Regions from separate parts of the Mus musculus genome. Here region 1 is linked to region 2. Evidence: chromatin contacts called from public HiChIP or PLAC-seq data. All regions are on one chromosome and are shown on one strand. Each heading gives the region's core, a stretch centred on a gene start, on an enhancer-like site or on the middle of the called end of the contact. The rest is flanking DNA. Distances are from core to core; before and after follow the strand shown.

Region 1 (3,419 bases), core at 872-3,371, 330 kb before region 2:
GTGCTGAGTACTATACATTGTACTTTGGCCTCTTTTTATTTTTTTAGTGGAAATTAGGGAGATGACATCATACTATCTATAGCAGATGACTTGGCCTTTGAAAGGGGGAGGGTAGTGAAAGCAGAATGCACCTGCCTCTTTGTTTGGAAAAGTTAGAGCGAGTTGGACTGGATCCGGCCAGCGGAGAGCACAGCTCTTTGGAAAAAAAAATCTAGGACAACGGGGGACCCGGCAAACTGGAATTTCCTCCTAGATTCCTGAAACTAAATTTTGACCAAAAATCCTTTCCCGTGGTAGCCACTTACTTACATCTGGTGCTCACAGATGTCTACTGGGATTCTGGGGACCCTCTACCACTCAGGGGACCCAAGTCCATCTCAAACCACAACTTGGTAATCAACAACCAAGAGCCAAGAGCTAGGTCCAGCTGGTCTTATTCTATCAGAGTCTGTCTGAGTATCCAAGCAAATCCAGAAGACTTTGTAAGACGTCCAAGGGGTTTCCTATGACCCCTCCAGGCCAGATGGAAGTTCAGTTCAGTTCAAATCTGAAGCCAGGTGTAGACACCTAGTGTGGTCCAGTCAAACTGAGAACTATGAATTCCACACGGGCTTAGCAAGGCCTGGGCTCCCAGACTGTGTCTGACTCCTAGTCATGGGTAATTCCTCCAAAGACCCCTTCTCCGTTTAAAATGTAGATGGAGCCATGGATTAGGTTCCTGTGTGTGTGTGTGTGTGTGTGTGTGTGTGTGTGTGTGTGTGTGTGTGTGTTGTCTTTTATACACATCTTCTGAAGTGCTCTCAAGTCAAAATAAAAATCAATGGGACACTGAGACTGTCCCTTGGCAGGGTGTGGAGATGGATTTTATTTGGGCAACTGGGGCCCTGTCTGAAAGAGTAACATAAATATCAAAAGTTTTGTTGCTCCCTTTCATTGGGCCCCTAACACACTGTGTGAACTCTGGGTCCTATTAAAGGAGTCTTTCCAAAAGGCCTTGCTAAGTATTATGGGAAACCACAAAGAGAATACAGCCAAAGTGCACAGGGCCAGATATGGCTGTGTGGAGTTCCAGTTTGGGTACCTTGCTTGAAGCTGCTTTATTTCAGTAGCTCGGATAGACTGGGCACAGTGTCACACCACAGTCCTAACGCTGGGACTGAAGCCAGGAGGTCAAGGCCAGCCTGGGCAGCACAGGGAGGGAAGGGGACAAGGTACTCACATGGAAGCCTTTACTCTGCAGACCCTGAGCATCTGTGCTCTCTGGCCACAAAGGGCCATGGTGGCACCTTTACTTTATGACCTCTGTCCCTGTGGAACTGTCAACCTGTGACCTGAAGCTTCATCTTAGGTAGCTTACCACTGGGATCTAAATTAAAAACAGCAGACTCCCATTCCCTGCCTCTTCCCTTGGCCATTCCCACTCATCCTGAGCACCCACCCATCCCACTCACCCAAAGGCGGGGATCAGCTTCTGTCCTGAGGTCTCGCCATCCACAGCTCCTGCCTCTCCCAGGACCCACCACCTCCACAGTTATGGCCCCCATCTCAGGTGTGTCTAGGGACCCCTCTTTGGATACATTGTAGATCTGATTGTGGGCCGTTGTTCTAAGTCAGTTCAGGGATAGGCCTAGAGACATGGCTGAGCAGTTAAGTCCAAGAAGTCTTGGGTTTGATGTGCAGCACCCACTTGTCAGCTCACAACTGTCTGGGAACTTCAGTTCTAGGGTATCTGACTCCCTCTTTTGGTCTCCATGGGAACTGCATGCATGCAGTACAAAGACATGCACACAAGTGAAAACACCCATACACATAAATAGTAACAACAAAGGTTAAAAAAAAGAAAAGCCAGCAACAACCCTGCTTGTTCATTTGTGTTCTGTCAGAGTCAGAAGCCTCAGCAACCCTTGTAAGGTTTGTTTCAAGCTTTCTAATTTTTAATCTCCCAGTTCCTTGTGATTTGGTTTAGAAATTCTGTCCCTTCAGCCTAACAAATAGTGCTTCCATTTGAGAGCGTCAGCAGCCAGCCATACTACACTGACTCCCTCTCTCCTCACACAGCTAGTGATCCGGCTCAGTCCCAGGGAGGTGGTCAGGTCTAAATTTAACTCTGACCCTTCTGCCAGCGAGGCAAGCCAGAGCTTTGAGAGCAAAACCAGAGCTGGGCTGTTCCCAGGGAGTGTGTATGTGTGGGAGAGGGGAGGGGGAAGGGAGGGGGATGGGCCTTTCCAAGAGCCTAAGCTGCCCTGGGAGAAGATGAGGAGGCAGTGGGGGGCGGGGCGGGACCACAGGTATCACTGTTGGCCTTTATCCTAGCTTGTCTGAGTCGCTCAGAGAAAGTCCCTCACACTCTCCGGCCCTCCCAGATTCCTCCCATTGTAAAATGTCCATGACATAACTCAGTGGCTTGTAATTGCCATGGCTACTTGCCAAACATTATGCTACAATTATGTGTTCACCTTTGTCTCCTAATCCAAAGACAACCGGTCACAGGTTAGAGAGATACACAACCTGCTCATTGTGCTATGTTGATAGCTTGCCACCACCGGCTCCAGGCTTGAGTCGGTTGGCATCTTCTTCTGTATCCGTGGGTGCATATGGCAGAGACGGGGCGGGACCAGTGTCTGAAGTCCTGGTTGTAGAATGGCTGTGTCAAGACGGGCACTAGGAGCAGAGCACTGAAGGCAGTTTAGCCCCATGTGTAAGTACGGTCCGTCGCATTCAGCACTCTGTGCCGTAGAATGCGTCTGTGTGATGCTTCTGGCCTTGGGTCAGGTTATGATTCAATGGGATCATCTCTGTGTTTCTATCTGATCTCTGACAGATGCTTAGCAAGCAGTCCTATGAGTTCCTGTGTCTTTACAAAGTGCCTTCACTGGAAGTTAAGAGGCAAAAAAGAGCCCAAAGCTTTTGTGGGGAAATGCCTGGTTAGTATCACAAGTGGACTTGACTGGGAGGGAGTGTAGGCCAGCCAGCTATCTGGGGCTTAGCTGTCTCTTCTCTTCTCTCTCTCTCTCTCTCTCTCTCTCTCTCTCTCTCTCTCTCTCTCTCCCTCCCTCCCTCCCTCTCTCCCTCTCTCTCTCCCTCCCTCCCTCCCTCTCTCCCTCTCTCTCTTCCTCTCTCTCTTCCTCTCCCTCTCCCTCTCCCCCCCTCGCTCTCTCGCTCTCAGTAAACGATCTAATCATGAGCAGTTCTTTTAGCGCTGAGTTTCTCGCTGGCATCAGTGCTCCCTAAGTGTGCCAGCTCTGTCTGGTAACCTGACTTCCATAGGCCAGTTCCTTCCACAGTCTGCTCTAGAGAACATAGGTGGTTGTGAGGATTTAGGTGAAAACACAGAGTTCCTGGCTCCCGAGCTCAGAGGATGCAGGCAGACTCTAGCTCGAGGGCTGTAACGTTCTCCCCAGCGCCAGGTGTTTTTTGTC
Region 2 (3,420 bases), core at 848-3,347:
TGCCCTGAGCTCCTGTCATGTCTTCTCTGGACAGCAAGTCTGACCTTGCTGTTTCTTCTTTTAAGAGACTTTGGTGGCTCCCAGTGCTCTACTTACTTATTTATTTACTTACTTATTTTCATTTTTGAAACAAAGAGTCATGGATAGCCCAGGTGGGCTTCTATATTACTATTTAGCCAAGGATGCCCTTGAACTCCTGCTAGCCTCTACATTCAGAGTGCTGGGGTTACAGGCAATCACATCTGGTTTCTCTGTGCCCTGTGCCCCCTTTTTGGACAGGTAGCCAAGACTGGCTGTGAACTTGTGCTTTCTGCCTCTCTATCTCTCAAGTGTTGGGATTACAGGCCTGTGTCACCATGCCTGGCTCCCCTGGCCTTTTTTTTTGGGGGGGGGGGTGTTTGTTTGTTTGTATTGTTGTATATGTGTGTGCTATCAGGGAAATCTCTCTGTAGACCAGGCTGGTCTTGAACTCAGAAGTCCACCTGCCTCTGCCTTCCAAGTGCTGGAATTAAATGTGAGTATTACCATTGCCTGGCTGTCTTTTTAAATTGAGATAGGCTCTCATTAGCCTAGTAGCTTATACTTACACTTACTATGTAGCCCAGGCAGGTTCTAAATTGAAATGATCCTCCTGTTTGAGTCTGGGATTACAGCCATGTGCTACCATGCCCAGCTTTTTCTTCTCTTAAAAAGCAAAATCTAAACTGGGCAACGGTGATGCATGCCTTTAATCCCAGCACTCAGAGGCAGAGACAGGAAGATATATGTAAAGTCAAGGCCAACTTGATCTACAGAGTGAGTTTCAGGACAGCCAGGGCAACCCTGTCTCAAAAAAACAAACATAAAAGTTTAATTTTTATCCTACACATTAAACTAAGTTTTCTCATTTATAGCAAAACAGGCAAATATCTATGATAGCAGTGATCTTTACAAGAGGCCGCAGGTTACATTCCTCTTTGAAATAGTTTTGTCTGGAAAAAAAAACAAAACAGAAAACAAAAAAAGCCACAAACCAATATACTTTGTAGGAAAACAGATGGAACCGTATAGCATAAGATAAACCAGACTCAGAAATATAAATATTGTCTGTCTTCTCTCATATGAGAAACCTAAACTTAAAAATTATATATGCATTTCACACACACACACACACACACACACACGAATGGCATGAAAGTAGAAGGAGTAGGGAACAACTCTGGCTATATAGCCAAGGGTAGCCTGGAACTCACCATGTAGCCCAGGCTGGCCTCACACTCATGATCCTCCTCCTTCAACCTTCCAAATACTAGACTTACAAGTGTGTGCCAGCATACCTGGCAGGATAGCTTTTTAAATAAACAAAATAAAACCTTACTCACTTCCCCATCTTTCCCTTTAGGTATCAACTACCATACACTGCCTGTTGTTCTTCTTCTAATGGTATTCACTGAGGACCAACATATTGGTAAAACACAGCAATATTCTGTTTGTAAAGGCCCCCATGTTTGGATGTCACAGTAATGTGAACACTTCTATGTGTGTGTGTGCTATGGCAGCATGAGACTTGCACTAACACGGATGGAGTTGGAAAATATACTAAGTGATCCCAATGTGTAATGTTTGTATGTGGGGCTAGGAATAGATGTGAGGTGAGTTATAAAACCAAAAAGGAGACAGTGAAAGGGGACAGCTAAGAGTTAAGGGGGAGCTGACAGGACACAGATGACAACAGGAAAGGAGTCTATGGGAGGTGGGAGGGACTTGAGGGGTTCATCAGGTAAAAAGAACCTAAAAGAATTATGTTTGAAAAATGCCAACGTGAATCTTGAAAGTGGGTATGCAAATTAAATATTTTAAATAAAAGAAATAATAATAAAAGGTAAGAGGATGAAGAGATGTCATAGACCCTTACCCATCTCTGCCAAGGGCAATGTCTTACAGAATCATTTCAGGTGCAAGTGCTCACTTCTGCTTTCTGTGACATGGGGCTTCATGGGCTCTTTCTTCCCCAGCACCAACTGTCATGTTGGCTTCTGGCCGTGGAGGGGTGCTGTGAGTGTTTCCGTGGGATTGAGACAGGAACAAACGCTATCTCTGTCCTGTGCTTTCTAGTGTGAGGAGATGCAGCAGAGAGAGCTGGGCTCCTTGGGCCTCCTTCCCCACGAACACGTGTTGGTAGTTCAGTGCTGGCCAGTGCCATCCTCTCAGCTTGAGGCTGTAATCTTTGCTTGCATTTTTCACCAAACCAACCTTGGATACCACCTTCCTTCCGAGCTCTAAGCTTTGTTTACAGGTTTATTTGGAAGAAACCCATTGTCTGTGTACCCTACCCCTTCCCGGAACTGTTTAATCCCTCCACCCGTGCACTCTCGGGGAGGTGGGGGAGAATCACTCCCGTTGACATTCTCAGCCACTGCTGATGAGGAATGAACACATCGCCCAGACTCACGTGGGAAGCAGAGAGGACGTTTTCTTTCAAAATGACTAAACCACAAGTCTGGGAAGGGAAGGAAGCCTGTGTACAGTCTCCTGAAGCAAAAGCAGAGAGGAGGCGGAGTCCCGATTGGGTCCCGATTGGGTGTGCTCTGTAAGTTCTGACCTCAGCTGCCCACGCTAGCGATCCCAGCCATGTCAGACACTCAGGTCCTAGGACGCGTCCTTCCAATAAACTTTGCTTAAACTTGTCAGCCTTTCTCCAGAACTTTAATCGACGAACATCCTTTCATCTGTACAACAGACCTTCCTAGGAAGCTGTATTGGTTTTCGTTTAAAATTCATTCGGTGCTTAACCACACCAGGTCAGAGTTTTGTCTCCCATCCTCTTCCAACTTGACTCAAGGCTTTCCTTTTCTTCTTCTGGAGTCTTCCTTTCTCCAGTCTCCAGGCTGTGTGTGAATCGCAGGGTGCTACTCCCCTCCGTTAGGAGAATTTTCCATGTGACTCACTCTCTGCTGGGGTTTCTGTCCCTTCCATCTCACCAGGCTACAGGGATATCAAATACAGAATAGTATTCCTCTCCCCCTATGCCTTGCTTCCTTCAAGTTCCGATGGGAAAGGGCAGCCCCCAGCTGAGGCCAGCTAGCATTGACATGCGGGTGGTTAGTGATCAACTTTCCTCCTGCTTTGTCTCTGGCTTTCCGGACATGCGCACTGAGCGATGTGTGTTCTGAGCTATTTCTGCTGACACACAATGCTCCCTTCCTCTGATCTGAATCTCCCTGTGGCTGTATGCGATGGATGGCAGGGAGAGCAAAGTGAGACGTTCTTTCTATACCAGGTTTTGGGTGGGTGGAAGACAGTTGGGAATATCCTTAAGTGGAGTGCTCTGGTACTGCAAAGCCGGGAGGGACTGCATTTATGAAAGCCAGAGCCTTTGAAGCAAAGGGCATGTGGAACGGGGTGTGCAAGGGAGATGGATGAAAATGTCTGTGGTAGGAA

Evidence for each region. HiChIP or PLAC-seq counts read pairs in DNA pulled down with a chosen protein or histone mark.
Region 1: a contact with region 2 is called in an H3K27ac HiChIP or PLAC-seq map of extraembryonic endoderm stem cells. The contact joins two enhancer-like sites. A contact is called at or near these places in 2 of 484 Hi-C or Micro-C datasets (cerebellum and granulocyte-monocyte progenitors), 8 of 115 datasets of contacts at active chromatin or transcription factors (embryonic stem cells, epiblast stem cells, extraembryonic endoderm stem cells and 3 more) and 2 of 9 other capture datasets (adipose tissue and embryonic stem cells).

What each region holds. Positions count from the first base shown.
Region 1 is chr16:34,081,018-34,084,436 of GRCm38.p6, reverse strand. The region is part of intron 34 of Kalrn (kalirin, RhoGEF kinase); the gene reads left to right. Among named protein-coding and RNA genes, the nearest start is that of Gm41448, 37 kb to the left of the region's middle. Within about 2 kb of position 2,121, at least 69 of the 459 cell types and tissues checked have an H3K27ac peak or open chromatin away from gene starts, as enhancers often do. A contact at or near this core is called in extraembryonic endoderm stem cells, where this site is marked.
Region 2 is chr16:33,755,243-33,758,662 of GRCm38.p6, reverse strand. All of the region lies in intron 12 of Heg1 (heart development protein with EGF-like domains 1), which reads right to left. Among named protein-coding and RNA genes, the nearest start is that of Muc13, 38 kb to the left of the region's middle. Within about 2 kb of position 2,097, at least 96 of the 459 cell types and tissues checked have an H3K27ac peak or open chromatin away from gene starts, as enhancers often do. A contact at or near this core is called in extraembryonic endoderm stem cells, where this site is marked.